2 separate regions of the Rattus norvegicus genome follow, and region 1 is linked to region 2. A link is a contact called in public Hi-C data. All regions are on one chromosome and are shown on one strand. The core of a region is the stretch at or near the end of the contact, and the rest is flanking DNA. Distances in the headings are between cores, read along the strand shown.

Region 1 (2,711 bases), core at 63-2,562, 320 kb before region 2:
CTCGCCCGAACTGTGGAGACAGACATGTAGAGCTGGGTCTACACCTGAGACTTGCTTCGCTTTGCTGACCCCACCATCCAGTCTAAGCACCCGTGTCCTTGTCTCCAAAACGGGATAAAACCAACCATTTTCAAGGGCCGTTGTCTGGGTGCGATTGGTGGCTGTCCTTTTTCTGTCTACTTTTGTGCCTTGGCCACATCCCCCCCCCTCCACTGCCACTTTCTGCTTTCTGTTCTGTATTGCAGAGGGCTCCCATGGCTTTGGCTGCCAGGTAGGGTTGGTCATGAGTGGAGAGCTGTGGCTCTGGTTCTTGCTGGTGACTTCAGATCATTGACTCAGGTACACCTACCTTCCGTTGTCCTCTCCTGTCCAGGCATGGCTGTGCTAACAGTGACCTCCAGATATCACATTCGCACTTCAGCTTCTCAACAGTTCAAAGCTCAACAACCAGTTCCCCCTCACTAAGTTCTTTGCAAGGGGCGGTTGTGGTTTTGTGCTAAAGCCCTATGCAATATAGAAACTGACAAGCAAGGCTGCCTCGGGCGGGGGCTTACGTGACTTCTCACAGCACCATGATTTGCAACTATGGCCCCTTACGAGCTTGTGACGGTTTTACCAGTTAAATCAAGAATTTCATAAACCTTGCCTTCTTCCTTTCACCCCAATAGTCTCTTTTCTGTTTTGTGATAGCACGGCCCAGGAGTAAGGTGGTGGTCTCTGGAGCAAGAGAGGCAGCTCATCTTAATCTAAACTATCCGGGTGACCGTGAACCATATTTGGGGTTGTTATAGATCAGTGTTAGAGCATCTGCCTAGAATGTACAAGGCCCTGGCTTCTATTATAGTGCGCGCGCACACCCCCCCCCCCACGCACACACAAAGAAAGAAAAAAGAAAAACAACAACAATAACAACAAAACAAAACCAAACAAACAGACCTGATTGTAACATCTATAAATAGGGGATAAGGACAGTTAATTAATGGAGATGGTTTATGTTCAATGCTTGATATGCAATCACGTTTATTGACTGTTGTGATTATATTGCCACCACACCCCTTCTTTCAAGAACACAGGGGTCTTTCACTTGGATTTGGGTCCCTCTTCTTCCCAAACTCTCTATTCAAAGAGCTCTGAGGTAGGTTTGCACAGCTGCCAAGAATCATGGGAAAAGGAAGAAAACAACCCAGCACATTCCCCTCCATGCCTTGGGGCATCCAGGAATTGAGATCACAGAATGGGAACCTCTCCCTGATACACAGAGGAGCCTAGAGGCATTTCTTTGATGGGCGGAGCCAAGTCCTAGGGGAGGAGAATCACCCTCAAGCGGTGAGGGCCTGGTCTGGCGCTTGTGCAGCTGAGGCAGAACAAAAAATGTGCAGCTGGAAATGTGTTCCTTCCCAACAAGAAACTTAGAAGTAGCTTTTGGAATCTCCCTGCTCTTTCGTCCCTCCCTCTAGGCCCTAGGCTTGCTTTACCCGCAACACCTTTTCATTTCTTGTCTACCCAGAAAACTTCTACACATCCTTCAAGACCCAGCTTGAGTTACCTCGGGGCTTCCTTGGTGCCACCCCCACCCAGGCATAATTACCCCCACCCCATGTTTTCAAGCATACGCAGCTTCAGCTACAGCATTCACAGTTCTATGTATACTTAGTCACTCATTCATTCTTTTATCATGGCACCTCAGGATTGCTGGTAGGTGTTTAGACCTTTTTTTTTTTTTTTTTTTTTTTACCTAGTGGCAGATACTCCGTGTAACCTTCCCGCCGGGATCCTCATCGCTTCTCTATGAAGTGTGTGCGTTTTAGAAATGAGGACACACACGGGTGCTCAGATCCACTGCACCCTGGTTCTAAAGTCCACTTTGTTTCCCCTGTAAACCCTCGGAGGAAAGGAGATCTGGTTCTACCCTCTGTGCCCCCAGATGCTGACAGGGTCCTGATACCAAGCGATCACCTAAACGTTGCACGAAATAAAAGAGCATTCCATAGCACTGATGTGCAGAGGCTCGTGAAACCATTTCCCACGAGTTGCTTTATTCCCGGATATTCTCTCTTTCTTGGACTGGATTATTTCCTTTGGGTCAGTTCCTGGGAGTGGAAGGTCTGGATCCGAGATGTGGCGCTTCCTCGATTCGCCACGTCATCTTCCGCCTTTGCAGCCCCGCTGAGTGAAGAGCGAAACGTTCGGTGCAGCCTGAGAGCCGGGATCTCACCTCGACCTTGACGTGGTTGTCCCGCAGGTGCCTCGGAAGCGCCCAGGGCCCTTGCTGAGCCCGAGACTAAGCGTTAGATCGCGACCCCTGCCGCGGGGTCTGCCCTTCCCCCCACCCCGCACCCCCCTCACACACGCAGCTGCCTCGCTGGCAGCTGGATTCAGCCTGGGGGCGGGGACCAGACCCGGCGTCCTCGCCCGGCGGTCTCAAAGCTCTGCTTCCTTATTTGGAGGGACGAGAGGTGGGGAGCCAGAACGGAGGAAAGGGCTTGGGCAGAGGGAAGCGAGACCAGACAGGAGCATCTCGGGGGTGTGGGCAGGTGTGTGTGTGTGTGTGTGTGTGTGTGTGTGTGTGTGTGTGTGTGTGTGTAAAGTCCCTTCTGTCCGCTGTGTGTGTGTGTGTGTGTGTGTGTGTGTGTGTGTGTGTGTGTGTGTGTGTGTGTGTAAAGTCCCTTCTGTCCGCTACTCCACCTTCCTGTAGTCATCCCTAAATCCTT
Region 2 (2,788 bases), core at 191-2,690:
GTTAGCCAAACACAGAGGCCCAGGCCCCCTGAGGATTCACCTCTTCCAGGCGGGGAAGGAATGACAGGCAATCTGCGTCTTGAGGGGACCTGAAAATGGTTTTATTGATTGGCAAGCAGGATGAGCCCTGACCTCTTTTTCATTAAGGTTCTTTACCACCATCTAGTGGTGATATTCAGAAACAGCGCTCAATCAGGGCACCATCCCATCAGCAAAGCAAAACCCCCTCTTTATCCTCTCTGTCTCTCTGTGTCTGTCTGTCTGTCTCCTCTGTGATGGGTGCGTGCGCATGCATGTGTGTGCGGGTATGTGTGGTGTCCAGAGGACAACTCTAGGAAGTTTATTCTTTTTGTTTTATTGTATTAGTCCTGGGGCTCAGACTCAGGCTGTCAGGCTTGGTCACAAGAACCTTTACCCACAAAGCCATCTTGCTGGCTATATGAACACCACCACCATCACCACGACCACCACCATCATCATTTTTATCTAAATTACTCACCCCTCCCTTTTTTTTTTTGCCAGATGTCTCAAACAGTAATGCTCCCATTGGCCTTTAGTTCCTTCCGTTTCTGCTGGCTGACTTGACTGTGACAGCAGAAGTGTGCTGGGCCCAGGCCCTGCGAGCCACATGCCTGTGACCACATCTTCGTCCAGGTCCCACCACAAGTGTCCTTGGTATGCTGCCTGATTTCAATCTTCACCATTTTCTAGGGAGCAGTTCTCAGTCTGTGGTTCGCAACCCCTTTGACAGCTATTTATCTCCAGAAATATTTACATTATGATTTATAACAGTAGCAAAATGATAGTTATCAAGTAGCAACAGAAATAATGTTATGGTTGGGGTCACCACACTACAAGGAGCTGTATTGAAGGGTCACAGCATTAGGAAGGTTGAGAACCACTGAGAGGGAGGCACCATATTGGGTCCACAGTTACTGACAATCGTGACCTTCTTGGTGCACTTAGCCATGCCCTGTGATCTAGGGCCGATCCCCGAGAGCCTCTTCCTCCTTTTCAGTAAAGGTCTCACACCCAGCAGCATCTGGTCTGAGTAGGACTGAGGCTGGAGCTCACTGCACAGACAGGCATGCTGCCCGGCTCCTGCATAGACTCCTGCTGCCCGGTGCTGCTCTCTGAAGGGATAGAAGGAGATGGACCGTCTAATGCTCCAGGCAGAGACAGCATTCACCTTGCTCATAGCGTAAAGAGCTTGCTTGCCTGTGGTTCCTGCCCTTTACCCGCTTCTCTCCCCTGGGCCTTAGACACTCCCTTCCAGATAACCCAGCTAATCTTTCTTTCTCCCGGCTCCTCCTATGGTACCTGCCTTTTATGAACGACTTCTTTCTGGAAATCCCCTTCCTTATGCGGTGCCAGGGACAGGCATTTGAGATGTGGCTGGTCATTCGATGCCAATGGTTGAGTCATCTGCCTGATTCTGTGTCTCATTCTCTGTTAGCTGGTGAGAGCTGGCGATGACTGGTGGTTCCCAGCACAGTGCAGAGATGTCTATGTTAGCCACACCCAAGCTTGAGAAAGTGAAACTTGTTGGTTTTTCTGTTTTATTTTTTTCTGATGTGTAGTTTATGGTTTTGAGTTATAAAAGCCACGTTGGTGAAGACAGAAGTTTAGTTTCGTGAACAGATCCACATCCTTGGACCGTGAGGAAGCTGGAAGGAGTCCGAGGAATGCCGAGGAGTATTAACTGCCTGTTAAAGGTTGGCCGGTGCCTGGGACACATGGCATGGGTGGTGAGCCTCTTGAGGATATAGCCTTTAAAATCTGTACATCTTCAGAGGAACAACAATCAGCAAACTGCCCACCACCCAAAGAGAAAAGCAATCCCTTAGATCACAAATTATAAACACCTAGTCTCTAGCTTTGTTCTCATGATGGCCCTTGGCTGTCCCGCTTACAGTTTAGAAGCCTGAAACACCCCAGGAAACCTCTGCCTGTTGTCACATTGAGTCCCTTGTGCATTCTGTGAGGAGAGCTGGTGTGCCTGACTGTGGTATGTGTGGTGTGTGTGTGTGTGTGTGTGTGTGTGTGTGTGTGTGTGGTGTGTGTGTCTGTCTCTTTCTGTCTCTGTCTCTCTCTGTGTCTCTGTCTCTGTCTCTGTCTCTGTCTCTCTCTCTCTCTCTCTCTCTGTGTGTGTGTGTGTGTGTGTGTGTGTGTGTGTGTGTGTGTGTGCCTACTGCCCACTGCTCACCTCTATCCTGGGGAAGGATAGGATGAGAAGGCCACAGTTTCAGGCAATGTCTTGCACTCTATCCAGGTGGGTTTGCACCTTGCTGGGGTGTTGATGGGAAAGTCATTTCTCCTGTAGGCCCAGTCTCCTCTGTAGCAAAGGGAACAATAGCAGCTCCTCCCTGATGAGGCCGTAATGAATTTGGTGAGTTGATCCATTACTAAGATGAGAGCTTCCCGATAGACCAGGACACCATACACGAAGAGGACGCAGGTTCTGTCATACCTCACTCTTTCTTCTATCCTTTATTGAGGAACATTTCCAGCACATACAAAAGGTGTCTGAGAATGCTCTCAAGTCTCTGTCTCCGTCCCCTGGACATGTGGCTCCATTCCCTTGATGTCACCACGAAGCAGCTCTGAGATTCAAGCTCTGGAAGGGACTTACAACCCCCTTGTTTCTTGAAAACGTTTCTTGGTGTGTGTGTGAGCACTGTCACCTGGCAAGATCATGGCTACCCCAGTAGGAGGCAGGTGTGACTTACATTTGACATTACAGGTGTGGACTGATTTTAGAGGACTAGAAAAACCTGTGGCAACTGGC

Evidence for each region. Hi-C and Micro-C count contacts between places; a contact is called where the count stands out from the background.
Region 1: a contact with region 2 is called in a Hi-C map of the A7r5 cell line, with 2.6 times the contacts expected there. The contact joins two enhancer-like sites. A contact is called at or near these places in 3 of 12 Hi-C or Micro-C datasets (the A7r5 cell line, Schwann cells and mammary epithelial cells).

The regions. Positions count from the first base shown.
Region 1 is chr3:151,979,397-151,982,107 of GRCr8, reverse strand. No RefSeq gene overlaps it. Among named protein-coding and RNA genes, the nearest start is that of Snord17, 110 kb to the left of the region's middle. Within about 2 kb of position 1,312, at least 11 of the 93 cell types and tissues checked have an H3K27ac peak or open chromatin away from gene starts, as enhancers often do. A contact at or near this core is called in the A7r5 cell line, where this site is marked.
Region 2 is chr3:151,655,538-151,658,325 of GRCr8, reverse strand. All of the region lies in intron 5 of Bfsp1 (beaded filament structural protein 1), which reads left to right. Among named protein-coding and RNA genes, the nearest start is that of Bfsp1, 26 kb to the left of the region's middle. Within about 2 kb of position 1,440, at least 14 of the 93 cell types and tissues checked have an H3K27ac peak or open chromatin away from gene starts, as enhancers often do. A contact at or near this core is called in the A7r5 cell line, where this site is marked.